4 separate regions of the Mus musculus genome follow, and all the other regions are linked to region 1. A link is a contact called in public promoter capture Hi-C data. All regions are on one chromosome and are shown on one strand. The core of a region is the stretch at or near the end of the contact, and the rest is flanking DNA. Distances in the headings are between cores, read along the strand shown.

Evidence for each region. Promoter capture Hi-C pulls out the DNA fragments that hold promoters and counts their contacts.
Region 2: a contact with region 1 is called in a promoter capture Hi-C map of embryonic stem cells. The contact joins the promoter of Emid1 here to the promoter of Ankrd36 in region 1. A contact is called at or near these places in 13 of 39 promoter capture datasets (the 3T3-L1 cell line, the HPC-7 cell line, the SN4741 cell line and 6 more), 3 of 115 datasets of contacts at active chromatin or transcription factors (T-cell acute lymphoblastic leukemia, embryonic stem cells and regulatory T cells) and 1 of 9 other capture datasets (embryonic stem cells).
Region 3: a contact with region 1 is called in a promoter capture Hi-C map of the HPC-7 cell line, with 2.8 times the contacts expected there. The contact joins the enhancer-like site here to the promoter of Ankrd36 in region 1. A contact is called at or near these places in 8 of 39 promoter capture datasets (the HPC-7 cell line, cranial neural crest, embryonic stem cells and 4 more), 1 of 115 datasets of contacts at active chromatin or transcription factors (thymic regulatory T cells) and 4 of 9 other capture datasets (adipose tissue, embryonic stem cells, liver and 1 more).
Region 4: a promoter capture Hi-C map of embryonic stem cells shows a contact between it and region 1. The contact joins the promoter of Gck here to the promoter of Ankrd36 in region 1. A contact is called at or near these places in 11 of 39 promoter capture datasets (the C10 cell line, the HPC-7 cell line, cranial neural crest and 6 more), 2 of 484 Hi-C or Micro-C datasets (embryonic fibroblasts and nephron progenitors) and 4 of 9 other capture datasets (adipose tissue, embryonic stem cells, liver and 1 more).

The regions. Positions count from the first base shown.
Region 1 is chr11:5,568,235-5,571,158 of GRCm38.p6, forward strand. Ankrd36 (ankyrin repeat domain 36) reads left to right here and starts at 1,450. Exons shown (of 27, transcript NM_023816.3): 1 at 1,450-1,895; 2 at 2,823-2,924. The coding sequence starts at 1,693. Gm39573 (a long non-coding RNA gene) reads right to left here and starts at 884. Exons shown (of 3, transcript XR_872233.1): 1 at 625-884; 2 at 90-495.
Region 2 is chr11:5,150,699-5,153,622 of GRCm38.p6, forward strand. Emid1 (EMI domain containing 1) reads right to left here and starts at 1,532. Exons shown (of 15, transcript NM_080595.3): 1 at 1,424-1,532. The coding sequence starts at 1,524.
Region 3 is chr11:5,182,853-5,185,776 of GRCm38.p6, forward strand. No RefSeq gene overlaps it. Among named protein-coding and RNA genes, the nearest start is that of Emid1, 32 kb to the left of the region's middle. Within about 2 kb of position 1,484, at least 24 of the 459 cell types and tissues checked have an H3K27ac peak or open chromatin away from gene starts, as enhancers often do. A contact at or near this core is called in the HPC-7 cell line, where this site is marked.
Region 4 is chr11:5,913,721-5,916,644 of GRCm38.p6, forward strand. Gck (glucokinase) reads right to left here and starts at 1,415. Exons shown (of 10, transcript NM_001287386.1): 1 at 1,247-1,415. The coding sequence starts at 1,291. Gm11967 (predicted gene 11967) reads left to right here and starts at 1,547. Exons shown (of 2, transcript NR_166847.1): 1 at 1,547-1,676; 2 at 2,614-2,924.

The sequences.
Region 1 (2,924 bases), core at 200-2,699:
TCAGCTGCTGACATCAGGAAGAGGAAGCTGTGGGTTTTATCTCCTGTACACACTGTCCACACTCATTCTTGAACCAGGGGAGGCCTCACCAGTCTCATGAATCGCGGGGGGGAAGGGGGGCAGCAGTTGTCCTCTTTAACCTGACCATGGCGCTCATATTGAGAATGCTTGCTCATACAGGGGTACACTTGCTCCTCACATGGTGGGGCTAGTGGTCAGGTCTGGATCTCTTCCTCTGAGGCTCCTTCACAGTGTTAATGCAGGCTACTTCACCACTGCTCATCTCTTGGGTCTTTCTTTGTGAAGCAGGGCAGATGCAGAGCGGGGTGGGTGTTACATTCTCTACTTCGACCCTCCTGGGCACCGTTGATTTTTGGGTAACAGCATGGATGATCTGCATGGTCTGGAGCTAGGGGTAGCAGTGAATTTGGATCCTGCTTCTGTCGTCGATGGCACCTAGGAAGTGTGAGACAGGGCCCAGGCAGACGATGGGATCTGGAGGGGAGATTGCAAGTGGAAGGCAAATACACAGTAAAGAATACAGAATGTGGAGAAGATATTAGCCAAAAACTAGGGCAGAGAATTAGAGATTCAGTCAAATCCTGGCTGGAAACTGCTACTCACCAGTAGTATACATGAGGAGTTGGTGTGTGGTGGCCAGAAAGATGGGAGAAATGTAGAACCAGGAGGAGGGGGAGAGGGAGAGGGAGGACCAGGACAATGGGGCAAGGCTATGACACAGGATCCAGCTGCCTAAAGTGTCATTCTAACATAAATGGAAAGAGATTTCTGAGACAACAGTCAATCAAAAGGTAAAGTTTGAAATATTACACAGTGATCCAAATAAACCCTGAAGATTTAAAGAGGAAAAAACATCGAGCAGAGACCATGCTGAGGAGCAAATAAGTGGGCGAGAGGCAGCAGACGCATGATCTCATTTTATCTGGACAGTGTGCAGCTCCCTCCACACCAGCACGCACACCACCACAAATACTGTCACCGTCTACGAAACCACTAATGCAGCATTCTATTATTGCAATTGCTAGTCTCTGGGAGCGGGGGTAGGGGTGTGTGTAAACATATGGAGATTCTGAGATTTCTTCGTTTGCTTGCTTGCTTGTTAGGAAAGGGTCCTACTACGGTCACCCAGTCTGGCTGGGCATGCAAGATGATGCTGGCCTCAAGTTCGAATTCTGAGGAAGGTTTTCTTGGAGACTAGACTTTAGAGGCCTGTAGATCTATCTAAAGGGAGTTATGTTTCAAGACTGAGTAGGCCTTAAGCATCGGGACCATCTGCCTAGTGGTGCACACGTTTGATGCTTGAAGGCACAGTTGCTCTTGAGCCTCACATGCGTGCTGAGCACTGTTGGCTACGTGCTTTGATTGGTTGCCTGGGGAGTGGGGGGTGGGTCTCTGGAGCACGTGCACACGGTGTTGCTGGGCAACGACAGTCCTGCCAACTGCCTAAGAGGTGGAGGGATGCTAAACCTTGGGGCTCTTTTGTGGGCGCATCCTGGCGAGATTCTGAGACTTGGTTGGCTCTCTTTTGGGACTGGCTGGCGGTGGCTAAGACTGGGACTTGAAAGAACTGGTTTGCTGTGAGCACCGAGGTTGTTACTGGGAGGGAGGAAGGCGTTATAAACACTGAGTTTTGGAGGGGTAGAGATAGGGTGAAGGGCCACAGTCTGAGCCATGAAGAAGATCTTCAAGGGTCACTCGCCTTGGGGCTTTCTGAGCTTTAGGCATGCTGAGAACCAAGAACCTCCCAGGTACCTCACTGGGTACATGCCTGTGAAAAGGATCCACAAAGCTGCAAGCGTGGGGGACATACCCCAAGTGCAGAAGATGCTCGAATTTGGGGATATTGACGTGAACGTTACAGACCGGAAGAAAAGGTTAGAGGGTGCGGGGTGGGAGCTGGGAGGTGGCCCAGAACAGGGGTAAATGAGTGGCAGCAGGGCCTAAGGAGAGGAAACTGATCTTGGCCTCGGGAGTGGAGAAGGGAGGCTAAGGCCTGCTTTAACAGGAGGTGCTAGCCTTTCTTCCTACCACAGGTGCCTCAGCATCTGAAACCCTGGATGGGTCCAGAGCCCAGACACTCTTCATGAGAAGCAAATAAAAAACTAAACTCATTTAGTTTAGTCGGTTTCCAAACCCCATATAATTCTGTTTTTAGAAGACTCTTGACAATTTAAATGTGATTTCTCCTGCACATGGAAAAAGTTAATAATGCGATGGGTCCTAAGGAAGTTCATTCAATAAAATTCCATATTCTTTTTATTTCACGGTAACGGAGGACTATAAGTTATTTATTGAGGGACCTTACACGGAGGCTGGAGTGTCAGCAGGGCTTCACGTCCAGTTATTCAGGGTAGCCATCTTTATTAACCAATGCTGATTCATCCATTAGTTCGCCTGGCCCTGAAGTGGGCTAGTTTGATTAGCATCCATCTTCATTACATAGTACGTGAAGCTCCAAAGTTCCCACAGGTGCTCCATTAGCTTCGGTTGCTTCCTTGATGCAGAAGCAGATGGTCCACTGGTGGCCTTCACATCTTAAGAGACCATCAAAGCCTTGGAGCTTGCCAATGTGGTCCCTAGTTCAGGACGACCGCAGTCAACAACACGTTCCCAATCTTCCTTTGCAAATTTTCCCGTGTCTCTTGCAATGCCCTCTCCTTCGGGGTCCTCCATGTTTAACTGCTCTTTCTTAGCACTGCTAAATAGAAAAAAGAATGTCAAAACCGGCTATTCTGCTTCCGAAAAGTGTGAGCTGCCTCCTCACATTGCACAGTAGCCCTCAGGCGCACTCTCTCTCCCAGGACTGCTCTTCACTACGCCTGTGCTCACGGCCAGTCAGAAATGGTGAGCCTCTTGCTGTGGTATGACTGCAACATCGAAGCCCGAGACCGAGAGGAAAGCAC
Region 2 (2,924 bases), core at 282-2,781, 420 kb before region 1:
CACCCCTCTTATGTGGGGCTTACTCTATGAAGTGGGACAGATAATTCCCCACTCTCAGACTTTGTTTCTTTCTCTATAAAACAGACAGCAGAGAGAAGCAAGCCTAGATAGCAGCTGGGAAGGTTCTAGAAGCAATGGATGCAGGAAAAGTGCCAGCCCACACCAGCTGTGGTTGGCACACTGTAGGGGTGCTGTGGCATCTGCCACATCTGCCACTCGGCTGTTCCCATCTCAGACAGCTAACTGCCTGACCTCTGCTGCCTCAGCCACTTCTACCCCTGAGCCTGCTCTACCCGGTCACCTGCTTTTGCTAGCTCCCAGGGGGGGTTGCTGGCCTCTGACCACAAGAAAGGGAAACTTCTAAAAAGAAAGAAGTGAGGCCACAGGGGGGTGGGGCCCTCACGGGCCTTTGAATGGGCTGAAAGGCCTAAGAGGCCTGGTTAGTCCACATTGTCTGTCCTGGAGACAGGGGCAGGGGCTACAGGCAGAGCAGGGGCCAGGGCAGGTTCAAACTCTGCCATCGAGTCCAGAAAGGGAGAGCTGAATCCCAGCTCTTCCATGAATACCCACCACGAGCACATTAGTCTCAGTTTGCCCCTCTATTGAGTGGGGACAAGTTTCCCTACATCCTCCAGTCTTGAAGGCACTGTCTAGAAAAAGCCCCACAGGACCCGATCCTGGGAAACACTCCACAAAGGCCGGCAGAGAGTCATAGGCTTTTGGGAGGTCCAACCAAATGCCAGGTCCCAGGGGGCCTCTGACACTGACCCACTGTGCAGTCTCCACCCCAGTCCTTCCTCCGAGTGAAATAAATAGCTGGGACATAAAAAAAGAAAAAAGAAAAAAAAAAAGAAAGAAAGAAAGAAGAAAAAGACAGTAGCAGGGGAAAAGAGAGGGGATTCCTGAAGGGCTGGCTAAGGGGTGATCCTGGCATTTTACATGTACATGAAGGGAAGGGGGGCTTGGGCGAGACCCACAGAAGTCCTGGGAAGCTCTGTTGCATTGCCATGGGTCCACCTTCTGGGGCCTCCGGGATCTCAGTAGGGGAGGCCGTCTGTTCTTTCACACAGAAGTAGGTGAGCCGGCTATCCTGAGCACAGCGTGCCAAACCCCTGCTCCCACTGCTTATGGTATAGAGATGAGCGATGGAGCCCCTGCAACAGTCTCGGACTGCCTCCGATGTCCCGGGATTGCAAGGAGCTGGGGTCGGGTCTCTGTCCCAGTCCTAGGGTTGCATGGAGCTGGGGTCGGGTCTCTGTCCCAGACCCTGAAGTTGCACAGAGCTGCGATCGGGTCTCTGCCCCAGTCGCGGGATTGTACGGAGCTGGGGTCGGGTCCCTGTCCCAGTCTCGGGGTTGCACGGAGCTGGGGTCTGCTTCCCTCACCCCAGTGCTGGGATTGCACAGAGCTAGGGGAGACTTACCTGCGACCCGAGAACCGGGCGCCCGGGACGCTCCACGCGGCGCCGCCTCCCGGGAGCAGGAGCCCGAGGCAGAGCAGCGTCCAGGCCCGCGGGCCGCCCATGCTGTCGTCCCCACCGCAGCCGCGGGCGCGCAGAGCCGGTTCCGGGCGGAGCAGGGCGGGGGCGCTCGGCTTCGCCCGCCCCTCGCCCCCCGCCCCCCGCCAACCCGGAAGCCGTCCGCGCCCCCGCCAGGACGCCCTCCAGGTGCCCACCTGAGCCGCAGACTGGGAAACTGAGGCCCTGGCCGCACCCGCCCCCTCGTCCCCGCAACGCTGCCAGGACCTGAACCCACCACTCCAGAGCGATCGCCTCTGGACGCACATCTTTGACATCTTTGCGGAACTGGGTTCCCGAAACACACAGGATCTTCCCATCGACCTAACACAGGCTTCCTGCGCGAGCTGTGCCATTGTCCCAGGCATCTCACCCCATACATCCTGCCCTGACTAAAGCTTTCATCACTCCGTGTTGGGCTGGCTAGGTCGCCCATGTTACGGAGGAGAAACCCGAGGCTCAGGTGCTCCCGCGTCCCCTAAGTGCAGTGACCCTTATACCTGTTTTACAGGGAGACACTAAGGCCCAGAGCACTCTGGCAGAGTAACCCCAGACCCACAATCCCCTCATCTCAGTGTTGGGGTCTAAGCACAAGTGTAGACAGCATTTTGGCATAGGCCTCAATTTCCCATTCCCTAAGGTAAGGACTGGCTGAGAGCAGAGGGCCTGGGTGGGACTCAGGCACATTCCACGCGGCATAGCAGGTGCGAGGAGTTTGCCTGTGCTGACATGATAGACTATTTGTGTGCATGGATAATGTTGTATGCATGCACGGCGCTGTAAACATGTATGTGCTGAATCTGTGTGTACACGATGTGTTTGTGAGCATGGGCAGTATTTGCTTATGTACGCCATATTTGAATGAACAATGTATGTGTTTGTGTGGTGGGCATGTGTATGCATGTATGTCTGTGTACACGTGAGATGCCTGTATGCATGCATATCATGTTTGTGTACACGTGTGCATGTGTGTGTATATGAACATGTGTGTATATGAACATATATGTACATATATGTACACACATATATGTACATATATGTACACACATATATGTACATATATGTACACACATATATGTACATATGTGTGTATATGAAGTATGATTTTCTTTCTTTCTTTCTCTTTCTTTCTTTCTTTCTTTCTTTCTTTCTTTCTTTCTTTCTTTTAGATGAGCTCTCTATATGTCCTGGCTTGGTCTGGAACAAATACACACACACACACACACACACACACACACACACACACACACATATATAATATGGCTAGCTTTCATTTCACAGAGGTCTGTCTGCCTCTGCCTCCTGCATGCTGGGTTCGATACTGTGCCCAGCTCTACACAAGAGCAGAGTCGTCACCAAGGGAGGTCACAGAAGACGTCTACTGCACGCCCCAGCAGTGAGCAGCCTA
Region 3 (2,924 bases), core at 234-2,733, 390 kb before region 1:
TTCCTGCCCAACACACACACACACACACACACACACACACACAGCATGGCATTCCTGCCCAACACACACACACACACACACACACACACACAGCATGTATTGAATGCACTGAGGGGAAAGCAGTCACTGACAGGAACCAGGTCAGTTCTTTTCTCAGAAGCACACTGCCCTTATGGACGTGTTGTTGGCTTGTCATCTTGTCATCCGATACAAGGCCAGCCCCCTCCCTTCCCCTGCCCCAGAACAAGATCACCTAAAGTCCCATGAAGTCTGGTTTGTGACTCAGCTCTTATTTGCAGAATAGGGACTGATGGCTGGGCATGGAGGCACAAATCTGTAATCCCAGAACTCAGGAGATGGAAATAGGAGAGAATCAGGTTCAAGGCCAACCTCGACTACATCGCAAGTTCAAAGCCAGTCTCATCTGGATGAGATCCCTTTTTTAAAAAAATAAAAAAATCAATCAAACCACAAGAATAGGGACTATGGGCCATGTATCCATTACGACAACAGGTCCCCTCCTGTCTTCGATCCTTAGTTACTGCTAAAATCTATCTGTATTAAGAATACAGAGGCCAGGGCTGGAGAGATGGCTCAGCAGTTAGAAAGGAGCAAGGGCTGTTCTTCCTAGATGACCCAGGTTCAATTCCCAGCACCCGGAGGGGAAACCAGTACATTACATGAACTGTCTATAAAATTCCAGTTCTTCACACAGACATGCACGCAGGCAAGACACCAGTGCACATGAAACTTTTAAAAGACTGGGTGTGTTGGTGCACACCTTTGATCCCAGCACTTAGGAGGGAGACAGAAACAGGCAAATCTTTGAGTTCAAGGCCAGCCTGGTCTAGAGAGTGAGTTCCAGGACAACCAGACCACACAGAGAAACCCTGTCTCAAACAAACAAACAAACAAACAAACAAACAAACAAAATCAGAAAAAGAAAAAGCACAGGTATTGCCTGCAGCGGCCAAGTTAAATATGAGGTATTCCATTGACTAACAGGGCGTAATCTGGGATTGAACTCACGTCTTTTCTCAGCCTCCCAAATGTAGGGATTTCTGGTGCACCACATGAGGCTGTGCTCAACCAATTTACCACATGGGCAGTGGCGTGGGGGTGGGAGGCGCTCAGGGGCTGGAAGAGAAGGTCACTTGACTGGAGTCTGGGAACCAGCGGTAGCAGCAGACCCTCGAGTCTAGGTCCGCAGTCATGTGTCTCTGGTAGGAAATCCCTGGTTTCCCTGGCAGAAGAAGGTGATTTGGCTAATGTTACACGCACAAGGTGTGACATCAAGCCCATGTCCTGCACTCTTCAGCTCTGCTTTGTCCCCAGTCATAGACTCAGACTAGGAGAGTTTCTGGGAGGGAGAGTCCCAGCCTTAGCAAATAACCAAAAATGGAGAGGGCCCTGTGGTTAATCCCGCCGTGCCTCACCCACTAACAGACTAACAGACTGGAGGGGTCTCTGCGTGGGAAGGAAATGATTTTAACCCAGGGCTTGGCTGGGAGGCTCTGGGGGCGGAGTCCAACTCACGGGTATTAGAAGAGGGAAACAAAGAATTGCTGAGGATGGCAAACTGGTTATAATTAAAAGAACCTGGGTTCTGGAAAACAGTGTGGGGCGGCCAGCTGTCCTGGGTCTGGGTTCCTGCTTGGAGCTGGGGGTGGGGCGGGAACAGACAACCCCAAGAGCCAGCTGCCCTAGCTGCTGGGCAGACCCCTGAGGAGAGACCGAGGCAGAGCAGACTGTGGGAGGAGAGCCTCTCTCCTTAGGGCTCTCTCGGGCCAGGATGCACAGGAAGGCACGAGTGCGTGTGTGCGTGCGTGTGTGTGTGTGTGTGTGTGCGTGCGTGCGTGCGTGTGTGTGTGTGTGTGTGCGCGCGCGTGTGTGTGTGTGTGTGTGTGTGTGTGTGTGTGTGTGCGCGTGTGTGTGTGTGTGTGTGTGTGTGTGTTGGGGGTGGGGGGGTCCCCTCAGCTCCCCGCTCTATTGCTCCTTCCCATTTCCCACAACCCAGACTCAGCCATGCTGTCTCTCAGGAAACCAAGCAGGCTGGAGGATGGGTCAGGCCTGATTCTAGTGCTTCATGGATGAGATATTTAAACTCTCAGAGCCATGTTTCTCCCATCTGAGTGGGGACAGAAACAAGACCTAATCCGTGCAGTTGCCGCAGGGATTAAGTAGTGAACAGCAGGGTTGCGAGCAAGCAAAGGCCTGTGGGTGTGGGCAGGCGCCTGCTATTGCATGGCTCCTGGGTGGAGGACTCTCACATGTGCTTCACTATTGGGGGGCAAAAGTCAACACAGTAGCTTATGATATCATCTAAGTTTTGGAAAATTGAAGTTTCTTTTTGAAAATGTTCTGTGCGCACGCGTGCGCACACACGCACACACACACACACACACATACACACACACACACACACACACACACACGCGCGCGAGCGCGCACACACTCGTATGCACATGCATGTGGAGGCCAGAGGACAAGTTTTGGGAGTTCATGGGTTCTGCATATTGACATTAGGTGCCAGGCTTGCGTGGCAAGCACTTTTACCCGCTTGTCATCTTGCTGGTGGAAATTTTGGTGGCCATCTTATTATTACATTTAAAATGTTATTACACTTACGGGGGCGGGGTGCACGGGCACACCATGGAACTTATGTCTGTGTGGGTAGAGGACAGCCTGTGGGGACTGCTGCTCCCTTTTTCCCATGTGGCTCCCAGGACTGTCAGGTGTGGGACAAGCGCTTTTACTCGCTGAGGTGCTTGTCTTTCATTACAACATCCAGGAGGCAGAGGCAGGCCGATGCCTGTGAGTTCGAGGCCAGCCTTGTCTACAGAGTGAGTTCGAGGACAGCCAGGGCTACACAGAGAAACCCTGTCTCCCCAAACAAGCACACTCCTGAACACCGGCCACCGGGT
Region 4 (2,924 bases), core at 165-2,664, 350 kb after region 1:
TGTTTGTCTGTCTGTCTGTCTATCTGTCCAAGCACAGTACCACACGAGGCCAGTGCTCACGGAGAGTCACGGAAGAGAATTACATGACAGTAGAGTTGAGTTGGGTGGTGAGGCAAGGAAGTGGGTGTCAGGGTGGGCTGAGGGGTGCAGCTCCTCACTTTCCTAGAAAGTGAGGAAGTTGCATAGAGGGGAGAAAGGAGTCACCCCGACAACCACGAGAAGGCTAGAGACGCCTGGCTACAGAATGCGGACTTCTTGAGACAGGGTGGAACTGGGTGGCATTAGGCTGTCTCCAGAATCTGTGTACTGTGACAGTGCACACAGGACAGAGATGTGGTAAGGTCTAGAGAACATACAGACATCTGGTGACAGCTTGGTCTAGGGGGTTTAGGAAGAGACACACTAGGAGGATCACATGGACGAGCCTGAGCAGCTGCAGCAGGGATCCACTGGGATTAGGCATCCTGGGAAACCAATCTAAGCAACCCATCTGCCTGCACATAGCTGCCTCAAGTATGTATGGCTGGCTGTGTGCAGACACAGTTCAGGGAAACAGTGGGGAAACAAGCCCTTAGCATGGAGATGTTCTTATACAAGTCTGGATTAGGTCACAGGGAACTAATAGCAAAAGTGGGAGGGATAGAGCTGGCAGGGTCAGATCCCTGAGCACACTCTGATTGCCCACCTTATAATGCAGGAAAAAAAGAAGACACCATCAAGTGCTGTGTTTACCATCTTAGCAGTGGGAGAGGTAGCCCCAGGGAACTGTAGACCCCAGAGGATCTGGACAAGGGCCATAGCAGCCTACAGACAAAAGCCACAGTTCTGAAGGTCCAGAGACAGTGTCAGCACCTGCATGTCCAGTCTTAGCCTGGATCCTCTTTTCCAAGGTCCTATGGTGGCTTTATACAAAGGAGTGAGTGGCCCTAGGTCAGCCATCCACATACTTCTGGAGAAGAAAGCCCCACACTCTACTGAGTACAGCCATGAGGTGCCCCTTAGAGATGAGCAGCACTCAGAAAACATCCCGAGGCTAGGCACTGTCATTCCAGAAACAAGCCCTGGTGGACTCCTCAAGAGCTGGACAATCGTAGCACCAATGAGAAGGGATACAGGGAAGAAGGGACAAATCCAGGTCTCCTACAGGATCGCACTCATCCTTGAACCAATCCCTCTCTCCAACCTGAGCATGCTGCCCTCCAGGTCTCCCCCAATTCAAGGCCTTTGGCCTGTGAGGGGCCCTTACCAGAGTCAACGACTGGGCTCCCCTCCTTGTAGTATCCACAGCCATCTGAGGATAAGCAGGGGTCGTTGGGGAAGTAGAGATGTTCCTGACTCCCGAGGCCACCTGCTGTGGGTGAGGACTGTCTGGCTGAGTGTTGCAAAAGACAGGCAGCCAAGGACTTCTGCACTAATGGGTCAGTCTGAGAGGTGGCTCCTAAAATACCCTGCCTACTGCCACGGGGTCAGGGACAGGGCCAGGGCCAGGACAAAGAACCACGTGGGATCAGGTTTGACAAAGGCCACAGGGACAGGGCTATGAGACAGGCTACCATGTTCTCTGAACACTGGTTGGAGCTGCTGTGGAGAGGTTGATGAAGTGGCTGGAGCTAGCCCACTCACATGCCCCCTTCCAGACTTGTTACAGAAGATGATGATCGGATGCTTTGAAACAGGTAGGCACGAGGAGCTGTGTGAGCCAGTGAGGCTTCAGACTTGTGGGTAGTGGAGATCCTCATGGGGTTTCACCTATGGAGGGTTGGCTATGCACAGCCACACAGTCTGGGGCTCCACCATAGAACTTGGCTGGGAAGGAGAAGCTGGAGGAAGGAAGGAAGGAAGCCAAGCGTTTGTGGAAGGGAGAGTTTGGTCACGGCATGGACTGGGGCAGATGGGAAGGACATCTGTGCACATACAAGCTGGAGAAGATTCAGGTCCTCTGGCTTCCCTGACACCCCCTCCCCTGCAAGTAAAACAATTTTTTTTTTTAACTATTGTGGAATCTTCTTAAATTTCCTTTAACCCAAACAGCAAGAAATAGAATAGAAGAGGCCGTTAAATTTTGTGACAGCAATGCTCAGGACATTCTGGGCTCTTCTACGGGGTTCAGACACCTCCTAGACCTTTCTTTGGGTTTGGCCAGGAGTGACCCCAACATACTCTGCACTTGCTGGCATTTCCAAGCCCTGCTAAAATTAGCTGCCACTGGCAAGTATGACAGGGTACATAGGGTGCCTGTCAGAATGCCAGGTTTTCCCAAGATTGGCCAGTATGGTCACCCCTTGACACGATTGATCACTTTCCCAAAATAGAGCAAAGCTGGCCTCACCAGACCTCATATGACAAGCCTCTGACTACCCAACCCCTGGCTCTGAGCCCCTTTTGCTTTGGGGGTTGAGCTCATGCCTGAATTTGGGGTGGCTGGTCTTGGAGCTGCCTGGGAGCCTTGCTCCCATCTCCTGGGCAAGTCACAGGAGAGGAAGAGGAAGAGGAGGATAGAGGAGGAGGAGGAGGAGGAGGAGGCAAATCTTCAAGCTCTAATCTCTGGGAGGTGGGAGGAAGGGTGTGAACCAATGCAAAGCCAGAGACAAACGGAGCGGATTTCTGTCTCAGCCAGACTGCGCATGAGCAGCAAGCATCCTCCCAGAACATGTCCCAGGGCGTGGTCTCTTTCCAGTCACTGCACCTTTGAGGGAAGAATGGGATCTAGTTGGCTAAGCACCCAGGACAACTCTGGCAACTCACCGCCCCCCCCTGTGAATCCACCTCGTCCAGGAGTACCATTCTGCAGTAAGGACACGTAGCTCGATGTTCTTCCTACACTCAACAGTCACGACTGGAGAGGAGGGGACAGGACAGAAGGTGCCTTAGGGATGAGATCTCATGATGGACGCACAGGACATGGAAAGCTGCATGAACACTGT